Regions from separate parts of the Sus scrofa genome. Here regions 2 and 3 are each linked to region 1. Evidence: chromatin contacts called from public Hi-C data. All regions are on one chromosome and are shown on one strand. Each heading gives the region's core, a stretch centred on a gene start, on an enhancer-like site or on the middle of the called end of the contact. The rest is flanking DNA. Distances are from core to core; before and after follow the strand shown. Region 1 holds the start of EEF1E1 (eukaryotic translation elongation factor 1 epsilon 1). Region 2 holds the start of PAK1IP1 (p21-activated protein kinase-interacting protein 1). Region 3 holds the start of LOC100517166 (transmembrane protein 14C).

Region 1 (4,185 bases), core at 1,594-4,093:
TGTGTGTGCGTGTGTGTATGCCTGAATCACTTTGCTATATAGCAGAAATTAACACAACATTGTAAAGCAACTACTCTTCATAAGTAAATAAATAAATCCAAACATCTTCTGAAATACGTGTTAAGTTCTCCTACAACTGAGCATTTTCAGATAGGCAGTGCTAAAAGCAATCTGATACAGTAACGGTTTCTGGCATATGCAGCTTGTTTTAACAGATGCCAATGTGACATCCACAAAGCTGTCAGGCCTGCTCCAGAAAAGAAAGTCAGCCGGTTCGTGCTGCACTTGACTAATGTCTTTTGACATTCAATTTGTATCCTCAGGTACTGTGGATTTAAAACTTGACTCTGATAACAGCAGATCAAAGAAGTGTTCCCTTTGATGAAATCAAATCTTCAAGTTATTTTTATGATGGGCAAGGCGGTCTTCACATGGATATCTCCAAGTCAAATATGTGGATCCTTGAAAGATACACTTACTGACTATGGTAGAAAATACAACTTGTCTCCTCATTCTTATGCCTGATATTGAGTGAAGTGGAACACGCATCAGTTCGCCATAAAAACAGGGAAAGGAGGCTGTAGGGAGTTAGAACAGTGTGGGCTTCAGAACCAGAAAATTGACCTGAAATTCACAATCTCCATGTATTAAAGAGGTTCTCAACCCTGGCTGGATGTTAAAATGGGGGGGGGATATTTTAAAATACCAAAGCCTGCTCCCACCCCAGACAAACCAAATCAGGATCTCTAGGAGTATGGCACGCCATCTGCATTTTTTAGATGCCCCAGGTGACTCATGCACAGATCTATTAGCTATGTCAGTTTGGGCAAGTTAATTTACTCTCCCTGGCATCTACAAGGGAGTGTCATAGACATCTGTCACTGTCATGTCCAACCATCAGTGTTTGTCTTATTTAAGTTTTGTTGCTGTTGTAAGAATTAGGCTTGCAAAAAAGATACATACATTGTAATTAATTGATATGTCCTCATAATTCTTTAGATGTATGGGTTCCATCTCCCCTTTGTCTTATCTTTTCCCTTCACAGGTTATTTATTGAAACAGTCAGATCATTTGTCCTATAGAGTTTTCCGTGATCTAGAATTTGCTGATTGCATCTCTACGGTCTCACCTAACTTGTTCCTCTTTCCCCCTGTTACTTCCTGTGAACTGGTTATTAGATCAAAAGGCTTGATCAGCTTCAGACTCAGCTGGAAAGGCTACTTTCTAGGTGATGATAGGTACCTTTCTCAGAAGCTCATTCTGTCTCTTTGCCTCTATTTGTAGGATGTGAAGTTATTGATAATCATTGCCCAGATCCTTGATTTCATTGGAGGGTGCAGAACAATGATTTTCTATTCTTTTATCTTCATTTATTCGCTGGAACACTTCTATAAAGAGAAAGTTTCCCCTCATCAGTACTTGGTTTCCCTGAGATACAGTAGCTATAGGATAATCTTAAAAAAGTAACTTTGTTTCCATTATTTATCACCTTTCAAAATAATGAATGGGTTCTCTAGAATTTTGTTCTTGTTTTTTAATGTCATTATGAGCTCATAACTTTGAACGTATTTAAAGTGTTTCAGGAGTCTCCTGGTAGCCTAGCAGGTTAAGGATGTGCCATTGTCACTGCTGTGGCTTGGGTTCAATCCAGGGCCTGGGAACTTCCGTATGCCATGGACACAGCCCCAAAATAATAAATAATAACTTTAAAAATTGATTTTCCACCCATTTACTCCCCCAGTTATCATTTTCACATTTGGGTGCATGTCTTTTCATTTGATTTGAAATAATTTTTACTGGAATTCAAATCAAACCTCAGTTTGAGTAATTTAGGCCAAGCCTTATTTTAAATATACCACCCATTGGAATTAGATAACTACAAATGTTTTAAATATTTTATTACAAGTAAAATGTGTACCTAAACACTGAAAATAGATGAGTGAATTCTCTCATCTTGGCCTTTTGGGAACTAGTGAAATAGTCATTCAATTCTCTATATAAGGAAAATAAATAGATAATTCATGCACAACAATCCACTTGCACTGGAATTCCCTTTGTATTTTGTTTATGTTGATTTGGCCAAATTTTCTTTTTCTTACATTTCTTTCCACTGCCAGAATTAATTTAAGTATTTTAGGGTAGAGAAGCTTAGTTCCCCACTAAACGTCTATGTTTCTGACTTAGTGATGAACTATCTTGTATTTCTTTTCCATTTCTCTCAGAGTAATACACATCGTTTATTCGTTCTTCAATGAGGAAACTGTTTTTCAGAAATCTTTTGGGGTTGAACACGTACTACCCATTTTATACCTTGAAGATATAAGAATTTAGCAACTTCGGGGGAAAACGTTATGTGCATTTTTTATTTCGATACCCAAAGCTACATAAATTGTATCACATATAAATCATACATAAATATACATAATATACATAAATTATATCATTATTATATCTTTGCGGTATTGTAAATAAAGATCATTAAAACCAATGATACCTGATTTCCTTGGCTTGCCCAAATCACTTGATACAAACTCTCCCCTTTTTGGGGGAGAGGTGCTCGCACTCCTGGCTTGTGGAAGTTCCCCGGTCAGGGATCGAACCCCTACAGCCACAGTGCCCTTTGCATAATCCTCAAATTTAAATTCCACCGCCAATCCTGATCCGAGAGCGGAGGTTTGCCAGCTCCTCCCCATCTGTCACGCACCCCTCTTTAGGCCCCGCCCCCTCTCTTGGTCCCGCCTCCTCGCCGGGAACACGTTCCACGCCCCCTACGCTCAGCCAATAGAAGGTGACGTTGGAGGGAACGGGACGTCCCTCTCAGCCAGTGCAGGAGATCCTTGCTGACCTGGTCCCGCCCCTGCCGAGAGCTCGGAGCCGGAAGATGGCGGCGGCCGCTGAGTTGACGCTGCTGGAGAAGTCTCTGGGGCTGAGTAAAGGGAACAAATACAGCGCCCAGGGCGAGCGCCAGGTGAGAAGCGGAGGCGGCGCGGAGGGGGAGAGGTGGGCGGGAGCGAGGCCTGCCGGGCCCGGGGAGGATCCGGCCGGCGGGCGGAGGCGGCGAGTGAGGCTGCCGCCCTCACCTCCCCACGTGTCTGCTTCCCCCGGTCTCCTCCTGCGGCCCTCGCTGCCGGAGGAGCTTGGCCTGAACGTTCCTCCTGCGAAGTTGTCATCATGCCGTTCTGGGAAAGCGAGGGGGTCCTCAGAGAGCCCTTAGGCCAGGCTGGAGGCCCCGCGTGTGCATTCAGTCGGAGCGTTCACTGTAATGGTACCTTTCGTTTGGAATTACGCAACTGCTGCGAGCGAACCGCGTGCCAAGGACACAGTGCCAGGACTGGGGGATGCAGCAGTGGTCCCGGCGGACGTGCCCTCCGCTCAGGAAGCTTGGTTTTCAGCTGGGTGGACAGACGATGCAGCTATTCTTGTCACCCTCCCGAAAAGTGCTGCATCGAAGCTAGATGGCCGGGAGATCACCTATTGGCCCAAACTGGGAGATTCAGCTTTTCTGAGGCCTTTTTAGATTAAATGTGCAACGTGCGAGAGGGAGAAGGTTCCGCGGAGTGAGATTACCTGGGAAGGTACAAGGATTCTGATTTCTAAGGGCCTTAAGGACGTTTCTGTTTTATAAAGGTGGCGTTTGCGAGGGATGGAATGAATGTATTGGAGGAGGAGAATGTAGGAAGACCACTTTGGATATATACACGGGGTTCGCTCCTTTGAGATTTTTTTTTTTTTTCCTAGATGATACTTGTTTCTTTTTCTGTTCTTCATTTGATCCCTGTTAAAATCTCGACTCCAGAACAGTTGTGTTGTAGTTGTTTTGCTGACCGCACCCGTGGCATATGGAGGTGCCCAAGCCAGGGAGGTGCCTCACCTCGCCACCAGATCCTTAACCCGCTGCGGCACAGCAGGAACTCCAGTCGTGTTGTAGTGTGAAACTGAAGGAGAGGATGCAGGACTTAACCTAAGAGCAGCCCACCAAGTGGTGCAGAGTAGGCACTGGAGCCAGACTGGCCTGCTTTTGCTTTTTCCTCTGGCCTCCTGCTGATTCCTCCCCTCTGCCACTACTCCCAGTTGGTTCTGGTTTTGTTTTGTTTTGTTTTGTTTTTGTTTTTGTTTTTTAAGGAACCCACTGCCTGGTGTTCTGGAAGTTAGGTATCCAGCCTCATCACTGCTGTGGCTCAGGTT
Region 2 (4,056 bases), core at 1,040-3,539, 2.1 Mb before region 1:
GAAGGAGTATTATTATTATGTCTTTTTGTCCTTTTAGGGCTGCACTCATGGCATATGGAGGTTCCCAGGCTAGGGGTCCAATCGGAGCTGTAGCCGCCAGCCTACACCACAGCCACAGCAATGCGGGATCCGAGCTGCGTCTGCCACCTACACCGCAGCTCATAACGCCAGATCCTTAACCCACTGAGCGAGGCCAGGGACTGAACCCGCAACCTCATGGTTCCTAGTTGGATTCGTTAACCACTGAGCCACGATGGGAACTCCTGAAGGAGTATTGTTGAAACCAAAAAAAAAAAAAAAAAAAAAATTGCTCGAATATACTAAGGATGTGTTACTGCAAATTAATTCCTTAAAAACAGATAGTCCTTCCGTTAATAACGACTGAGGGGGCCTCTTTTGAGTAAAGGCACAACATTCCTAAGGGGCTGCTATGGCCGTAAATTGAAGAATAACCTTTGCCTGTGCATATTACAGAAGGAATGCTGGTTGTCTGGGTTTAGCAGCGGTACTAGGTTAAGAGCTTCATGTGTCAGAGACCCCTGGAGGTTTGAGTCCCAGGTCTGCCACTTATCAGCTCTGTGGCTTCCAGCGGGTCACTTAACCTCTCTGGACTTCAGGATCCTCCGCTGTAAATGGGATAACTGTATCTGCCTCAGAGGGCTGCTGTGAGGTCTAGTACTGTGTTTGGAACGTGCACAGCAACATTATTACAAAAACACAATCTGTAACATCATCTTTAAGTATCCAAAACATGTCACCTTTCAGCCAAAGGCAGCTTAATCACCAGAGTAGAAAACAAAATAAACAAAAGAAATTAGTCAGATCCTATACTTCCAATTTTCTGGTTATTTAAGTTTGACATCTTGTCTTCATAAAGACCTAACAGGTCAAAGTTCCCATCGTGGCTCAGCAGTAACAAACCTGACTAGTATCCATGAGGAACCGGGTTCAATCCCTGGCCCTGCTCAGTGGGTTAAGGATCCAGTGTTGCCCATGAACTGTAGTGTAGGTTGCAGGTGGAGCTTGGATCCCGCATTGCTGTGGTGTAGAGCAGCAGCTGCAGCTCGGAATCAGCTCCTAGCCTGGGAATTTCCATATGCTGTGGGTGCGGCCCTAAAAAGAAAGCAAAAAAAAAAAAACAAAACGACATAACAGGTCAACGAATTAGGTTTCTAGGAAATATCTAGGATTGCTTAGAGGGAAAAAAGAGTACTAGACTAAAAGTAAGGAGATGTTACATCGAGTCCTGGGTATGTCCTGTTTGACTACTGCCAATTTACTTAACCTTTTAACTCACACGCTTAGTAAAAAAACTCATCACGTTTTGTTTTAATTTTTCTCCACGTATTTGCCTCCCTCAATCTCTCTTTCTCATGTGGGTAAGCTCTCCAGTGCAGGATTTATACCTTTGGCTTCCCTGCACCTTTACCGAAAGTAATGGCCCCACGTAAGAGCCCAATAGTGAACTGGTATCACTTTATCAATGAGGGGTTTATCCAGATCCAGTTCAAATACATGGTAAAATCCCAGAACAAAAACTCAAAGAGCTGTTCTTTCATTAAATCCTGAACACCCCAACTAGTTGTCAACTTAGGGGAGCGACCTTTAAACTCATACAATCTATGGCTCATTGGCCCGTTTGCAGAAATGCCAGTTTCCTTCGTGCACGGGTCATGTTTACTACAAAACGCAGACATCATCTCGTCTTATGAAACGCCTTCTCTGTTCTAAAAGACTAAGACGTGTTTTAAGTCTCCTGAATTGCATTCACCAATGAATCCCTAGCGGTTCTGACGGTTCCCCTGCGGTGCTGTGTTTACCTCGGCCGCGTGGGAACCACATCAGACGCTTGGCCGCCCCACCGCCTGCGGTCCCTCCGCGCGCGGGCTCTCACCTCGTGGCTGCCGCTCGTCTCGGGCTCCGGGTGTACAGCGAACCCAAAAAGAACCTGCTCGTAGCAACCAGCCACCACCTCCATTCAGCAGCGCACGTGCCTCCTCAGCGAGCGGGGCTCGGCGCAGCTGGGCAGTGACGCAAGCGGACGCAAGGGGCAGAGGGGGTCCTTCTTGCGTCGGCGCTCAAATTTACGTCAAGACCGCGGGGCTGCCTTTTAGGCGCCTGACTCCATGGGAGAGATTTCGGGACTAGAAGATCACGCGGAATTACCAAGAGGAGAATAAGAAAGGACGCCACATGGCGAGAGTCTCATTTCAAGGAGAAAGCAAACGGAGGATCAGCAGGCATATTCTAGGAAGCCCCGTGTCAGGCGATTCTGAGGCGAGGGGGCGGGACATCCTGCGCGAAAGTCCTCGTTTCCGGGGCGTCTACGGAAGGGGCGGGGCAGCTTCCGGGCTGGGCGGGAGGCGAGGGGGCGGCTCCGGCGTTGCAGTGTAATTGGCGGATCGACGCCTGTGTGTAGTGGCACAGGTACAGGCGTTAGGCTTTCGGTGGTGCAGGAAGTCGTGGAATGAACCTTTTTCGTTCACATTCGCTGTAATAGAGCAAGGAGGGGGGCATGTAGGACTGGTAGGGCTCGCAGTCGTCAGAGGGGTCCGATTCCCTCGCCCCCGCCCAGGCCAAATAATCTCGCTCTGCGCACCTTTCCTCCCAGCTTGCTTTTGGTTTCTCGAACTCTGGGGACAAATCGGCCACTGTGGGGCATCCTGCGGGTGGGGGAGGACCCTTTGCTTGAGGGGGGGTAAAGACACTGCTCGAAGAGGAAGGGCCAGTCACCCTAGGTTCGGTTCTAGAAGGAAATCTCATATTCCGTTTCACCACCTCCCCCACCTTAAGTGCAAAGTCAGTGTTATTAAAAACACAGGTAGCCCTAATTTAGATTTGAGGTTTTCATGAGATACAGAGATTCAGAGATGTGTTAGAAAGGACAGCTTCGCACCTGCGAAGTGACTGGACTGTGCCACATAGAAGTGATTTTACTTTGGTGGCTTTGTCACTGCAGCGCCAGGAAGGCCTTGTCTTCTGCGCATTTTGGCGACTCCATGTGTAAGCACTTCTTAGGCACTGAAATGCTGAAGTTCAAATCGTTCTCAGGCTTTTGGAAACCCTGTTTACAGCACAGGCACCCATGGGAGCAACTGTGGGTGTGGAACCACAGTGACGTTCACACTAATCCTTTATGTTCCCAGTGTATGTAAGTTATGTTTATGTCACACTGTAGTCCATTAAGTGTGTAATACCATATGTCTGGAAAAAATGCATATTCTTTAATTTTGAAGAACTACTTCATTGCCGCCCCCCCCCCAAAAAAATTGCTAACCATAGCGTTCTTGGCTGTGGCACAGTGGGTTAGGAATCTGACTGCAGCAGCACCGGTCGCTGGGGAAGTGAGGGTTCCATCTCTGGCTCCACACAGTGGGTTGAAAGATCTGGAGTTGCCACAACTGCGACCCACAGTGTGGCCTGGGAGAACTCCCATATGCTGTGGGTGCACCCATTAAAAAAAAAAAAAATCATGAGCTTTATGTATTCTGTTTCTTCTGGAATCCCTCAGTACCCTGCCTCATTACCCCAGCGAAATCTCAACTGTTGTTCGATAAGAATTAGTACTCATTTGAAATTAATTTTAATGTGTCATGATAACAGGATAATTACTCTCCTGCGTCTCTTACCAGATGGCCACACTTTTACCTGCTTAAGTAGTAACATTTAAGAAAAGACTGTGATTTGAAAGTCTTTTGTTCCAACCAGGAATTTTTTAAAAATATAGTTAGTTCTAGAATAAAAACCATAGTGCAAGCGACATAAACAACTCAAAGAGGCTTACCCTTCCTTCCTTTCCCCCTTTCTTCCTTCCCCCCTCCCTTCCTTCCTTTCCTGTTAGAAATTAGTTGAACCAGAAACTTTTAAGTTTAATTAGGTCCCATTTGATCCAGCAGTCCCACTCCTGGGCATCTATCCAGAGAAAACCATGACTCGCAAAGACACATGTACTCCGATGTTCATTGCAGCACTATTTGCAAGAGCCAAGACATGGAAACAACCTAAATGTCCATCGACAGAGGAGTGGATCAAGATGTGGTCCAAATACACAATGGA
Region 3 (4,191 bases), core at 1,463-3,962, 2.1 Mb before region 1:
ACCTCGCTGATGGAGCCACCAGCACCCCCCCCACACCTGACAGAGGAAAGGAGCAGAGGGGCCTTCTCTCAGGGGCGCTCATGACCCAGGAGCTCTCAGGTGGGAACACGTTTGGGGGAGTTTTGCTATTTTACCAGAGGAGCTCAAGTCTTACTACACCATTCCTCTCTCCAGTAGGCGGGACACTTCCACCCAAAGAGAAAAGAAGGGCTCCCAGGAATTCCCACTGTGGCTCAGCACGTTAAGGACCCGACGCCTCGGTGAGGATGTGGTTCGATCCCTGGCCTCGCTCAGGGGGTTAAGGATCCAGGGTTGCCGCGAGCTGTGGTGCAGGTCACAGACGTGGCTCAGATCCCATGTTGCTGTGGCTGTGGCATCGGTGAGCAGCTGCAGCTCTGAACAGACCCCGAGCCTGGGAACTTCCGTGTGCCTCAAGTGTGGCCTTAAAAATAAAAGAAAAAAGGAAGGGCCCTAACCAGGCCTGATTAACCCAGCAAGACCCAGAACGGTCCGTGGGCTCATCCCCAAAGGAAAGGAAAGGGGCAGTGAATTAAAAAATGACTTGGAGAGTAAGAATTCTTCTCTTTGGGGGGAGGTGGGTAAGGAAGGAGGTGGAAACAAGCATGTCACCGACACAGCTGTGCCTGGTTTAACATGAAGACTAGTTTTCCTCCCACTTGAAGAGCAGAGATGGCCTCCGGGGTTGAGGCTGATGTATGGCAGGTGGTGATAAGAATAATCTATTACCACCCAGCCCACTATCTTTAGACAAAGAGGCCAAACAAGTGACTGGACATGATGCCTGGTACAGCTCGGCCAGATATCATACAGGCAAGTGCGGGAGGAGCCTCAGGACTGGTAACAAACCTGCACTCAAGCTAGAGGACCTAAGCAAACTTGACTCCAATGATTCTGTAGTGCGGGGGACCCTGGGGGCTCGCTCTTCACCAGAAACAAGATTTTAGGAGGTTAAATAACCACAGACCATACCTGCTTTTGCATAGCCAATGATCCCACCGGAAGCAACCAGTGCTGCATAACCAAAGCCAATCCAATGTAAAGGCACTCTGAAAACGGAACAGTAAGCAATCAGTGCCAATCAAGTTAAAACAAACAAAAAAACCCACATAACCACAGAATGGGATCACAAGGTCAGCATTCCAGAACAATCCTATCACTGTACAAATGCATATAAATCCCAGAGGTTAGAAGACCTGCCCAGAGTTAGTGGCAGAGCTGGGCTCGAACCCAGGTTCTAGGTACATGTCTGTCTTCCCAGACCCCAGGCTGCCCGGCAGCCTCAGCTCAGCATCCTTTTCAGAGGAGGGAAGAAACTCTGGCTTTGAGACGCTCTAGACGATTCCACCCCCCTTCACTGTGCACTTACAGTGGGCCGGAATCCTTCTGCATTGTTCTCTTCCACTCCGTACAGACAGAAGATTAGATCAGGCCTGCACCTGCCGAGGAGGGGCTGGATCAGCGGTGGTTAAAACCCAGCTCTTTCTGGCAGTCAGAAAGCAGTGGGTCCAACTTCAGCTCTGGTCCTTGGGAGCTAAGAACTAATGGGTGAGCTACCCAGCCTCTCAATGCCTCCTTCCCTCACCTACCAAGAGGGTAACAACGGTACACATTTCCTAGGGCTACTGCGGGCATCGAACGGGATAATATGGAAAAGTGCTTTGCACATAATAATTGCTGAACAGATACCAACCATTCTAGTAATAACCTCAATTCTAATGACACGCCCACAGGAAATTGCACTGACCAGTTCTGCACCATTAATGAACTAACCTTCTCTTTATTTAACCAAGTTACAACTAAATCAGAAAATAAATGCCTCCTGTGGGCTTAATTCAAGGATTTTAATTGCCCCTTCTGGGCGGAAGAGGCCCCTGCCCAAAGAATTGAATTATTTCAATACTCAACATTTTAAAAACTTTCAAATTGACAGAACACTGTAAACCAGCTATGATGGAAACAATAAAAATAAAAATCATTTTAAAATTCAAAAATATAAAACTTTCAGATAGTTATTTAATTTTACAGCACTCATAGTTTACTGATAGAGCAGGAGCGAGGTGGGCGGATAAAATGTGCAAAAGTCCAAGGCATAATTACGTAGAACACCACTCCTGTGGCAAAGCGGGATGTAACTCCTACTTTCTTCAATGCATTTGGTACCCAACGAGGCTAAGCTTGAAAGCCATACATACCACTTGTTTAAACTATTAAGTGTCTATAAAAGGGGGGAGGACTTGCAATCGTACTAGTCATTAATTCGACGTAGCACTGAGTCATCGAGATTGTTAAGGAGATGGACCAATGAGATCTCCAGGAAAAGAATCAGCTCTGCGCTACAACGGTCAACATTTGCCTCAAGGGCTCAGGGTTTCCGCAGGATTCACAACCCACTTTAAGGAAAGCAGAAAATGAGCGACTAGACCAGCAACTACCACGCAGCCTCAAGTCCCTGCCTGGATCCTGGGGATGAAGGGCAGAGGCAGCCAAGGCCCTCGCGTAATTTCTCAAGGTCAAAACAGGTGTCAAATGTTAATAATTCCGAACACGAACCTACTTCCCGAAGGTCTGCACCGGAGGACGAGAACGCAGAACCGTGAGTCCCCGACCTGCGGTCCTGCAGGAAATATCGCGGCGCGTCCTCTACGTCTCAGGGGCGGGGCCAGGGGGAGGAGTCGCCGAGCGCACCCAGCGTCTCGGGGGCGGGGCGAGGCGTGGGGCGGGGCTAGAGGTCCGGAGCCGCGGCGGGATCCAGCGTCGGCGGGGCGGGGCGGGGCGGGGCGGGGCGGGGCGGGGCGGGGGGGGGGGCGGGGCGGGGCGGGGCTAGAGGTCCGGAGCGTCGGCGGGGCGGGGCGGCGGGGCGGGGCGGGGCGGGGCGGGGCGGGGCGGGGCGGGGCGGGGCTTACAGTGGGCACGTATTGTGCGTCTTAGGGGCGGAGAGTGGCAGAGCAGATCCAGTGTCCCCCGGCAGAGGGCCCGGTCATGCCCGTTCAAAGCCGGAAACCCAGAGTTGGAGTCTGGTCTTGCGAGAGGCCTTGCGAACTGGGCCAGGCTCCCGGTGGGGGTTGCCACTGTGGAAGAAGGGCATCGGAGGCTGGTTTCTGAAGGACTGCATTAACGGAGGACCTTTACCAGAGGTGTAAAACCAGATGCAGGAGGCCATCAGAAAGGAATGTCACTCTAGCCGGATTAAGTTGTTTGCCATTATGGGAAGACACCTCCTATAGAAGATACGGTGGCCACAGGCTAAACACTGTGGCTCACTTCAGTGTTTGATTTAGGGAATCCATCTACTTGAAAAACATCTTAAAGGAGTTCCCTTTGTGGCTTAGCGGGTTAAGAACCCCACGAGTATCCATGAGGATTCAGGTTCCATCCTGCTGGCACAGCTCAGTGGGTTAAGGATCCAGCGTGGCTGTGGTGCGGGCTGGCAGCTGCAGCTTGGATTTGACCCCTAGCCTGGGAATTTCCACATGCAAGCAGGCGTAGCCCTAAAAAGAGAAAACAGTTTCGGTTGTGGCTCAGTGGAAACAAATCTGACTAGTAACCATGAAGTTGTAGGTTCAATCCCTGACCTCGCTCAGTGGGTTAAGGATCTTGAGTTGCCGTGAGCTGGGGTGTAGGTTGCAGAAGCAGCTCAGATCCTGTGACTGTGGCATAGGCCAGAGGCTACAGCTCTGATTCCACCCCTAGCCTGGGAACCTCCACATGCCACGGTTGCAGCCCCGAAAAGCTAAAAAAAAAAAAAAAAAAAAAAAAAGAAAAAGAAAAAGAAAGAAAAAAGAAAAAATACATCTCAAAAGGGAACAGTGAATGAGTTAAGTTTGCAAATGATAGGGACAGAGTAAAGGGACAAAGTACGTGATTAAATAGTTAATCTCACTAGGGAATTGTAAGTAGAGAAAAAGTATGGGAGACCCTGGAAGTTAATCATCACTCAAGCAAGCAGGCTTGCTGAGCAACAAATCCACACAACAGAAATGTGAGCTGTGCCCCCAAACAAGAAAACAATGGTGGAATGAGACCCACTTCCTGCCCAGCGAAGTTAGTAAGTTAATGATTCCTAGGACATGCTTCTCTGCACACACTAAATGCAAAAACATAGGAAAAGATGACATTACACTGAAACTTGAAATGATTTACCACATTTAATGTTACCAACCTTTTTGCTCA

Evidence for each region. A called contact is a pair of places that touch in the nucleus more often than the background predicts.
Region 2: a contact with region 1 is called in a Hi-C map of liver, with 6 times the contacts expected there. The contact joins the promoter of PAK1IP1 here to the promoter of EEF1E1 in region 1. A contact is called at or near these places in 4 of 47 Hi-C or Micro-C datasets (heart right ventricle, liver, retroperitoneal adipose tissue and 1 more).
Region 3: a Hi-C map of skeletal muscle shows a contact between it and region 1, with 6 times the contacts expected there. The contact joins the promoter of LOC100517166 here to the promoter of EEF1E1 in region 1. A contact is called at or near these places in 1 of 5 promoter capture datasets (liver) and 4 of 47 Hi-C or Micro-C datasets (heart right ventricle, liver and skeletal muscle).

Annotation. Positions count from the first base shown.
Region 1 is chr7:5,389,291-5,393,475 of Sscrofa11.1, reverse strand. EEF1E1 (eukaryotic translation elongation factor 1 epsilon 1) reads left to right here and starts at 2,843. Exons shown (of 4, transcript NM_001243545.1): 1 at 2,843-2,968. The coding sequence starts at 2,882.
Region 2 is chr7:7,442,752-7,446,807 of Sscrofa11.1, reverse strand. PAK1IP1 (p21-activated protein kinase-interacting protein 1) reads right to left here and starts at 2,289. Exons shown (of 11, transcript XM_001926200.4): 1 at 1,895-2,289. The coding sequence starts at 1,978.
Region 3 is chr7:7,460,708-7,464,898 of Sscrofa11.1, reverse strand. It overlaps LOC100517166 (transmembrane protein 14C), which reads right to left and starts at 2,712. Exons shown (of 7, transcript XM_021100171.1): 1 at 2,572-2,712; 2 at 1,388-1,457; 3 at 991-1,067. The coding sequence starts at 1,410.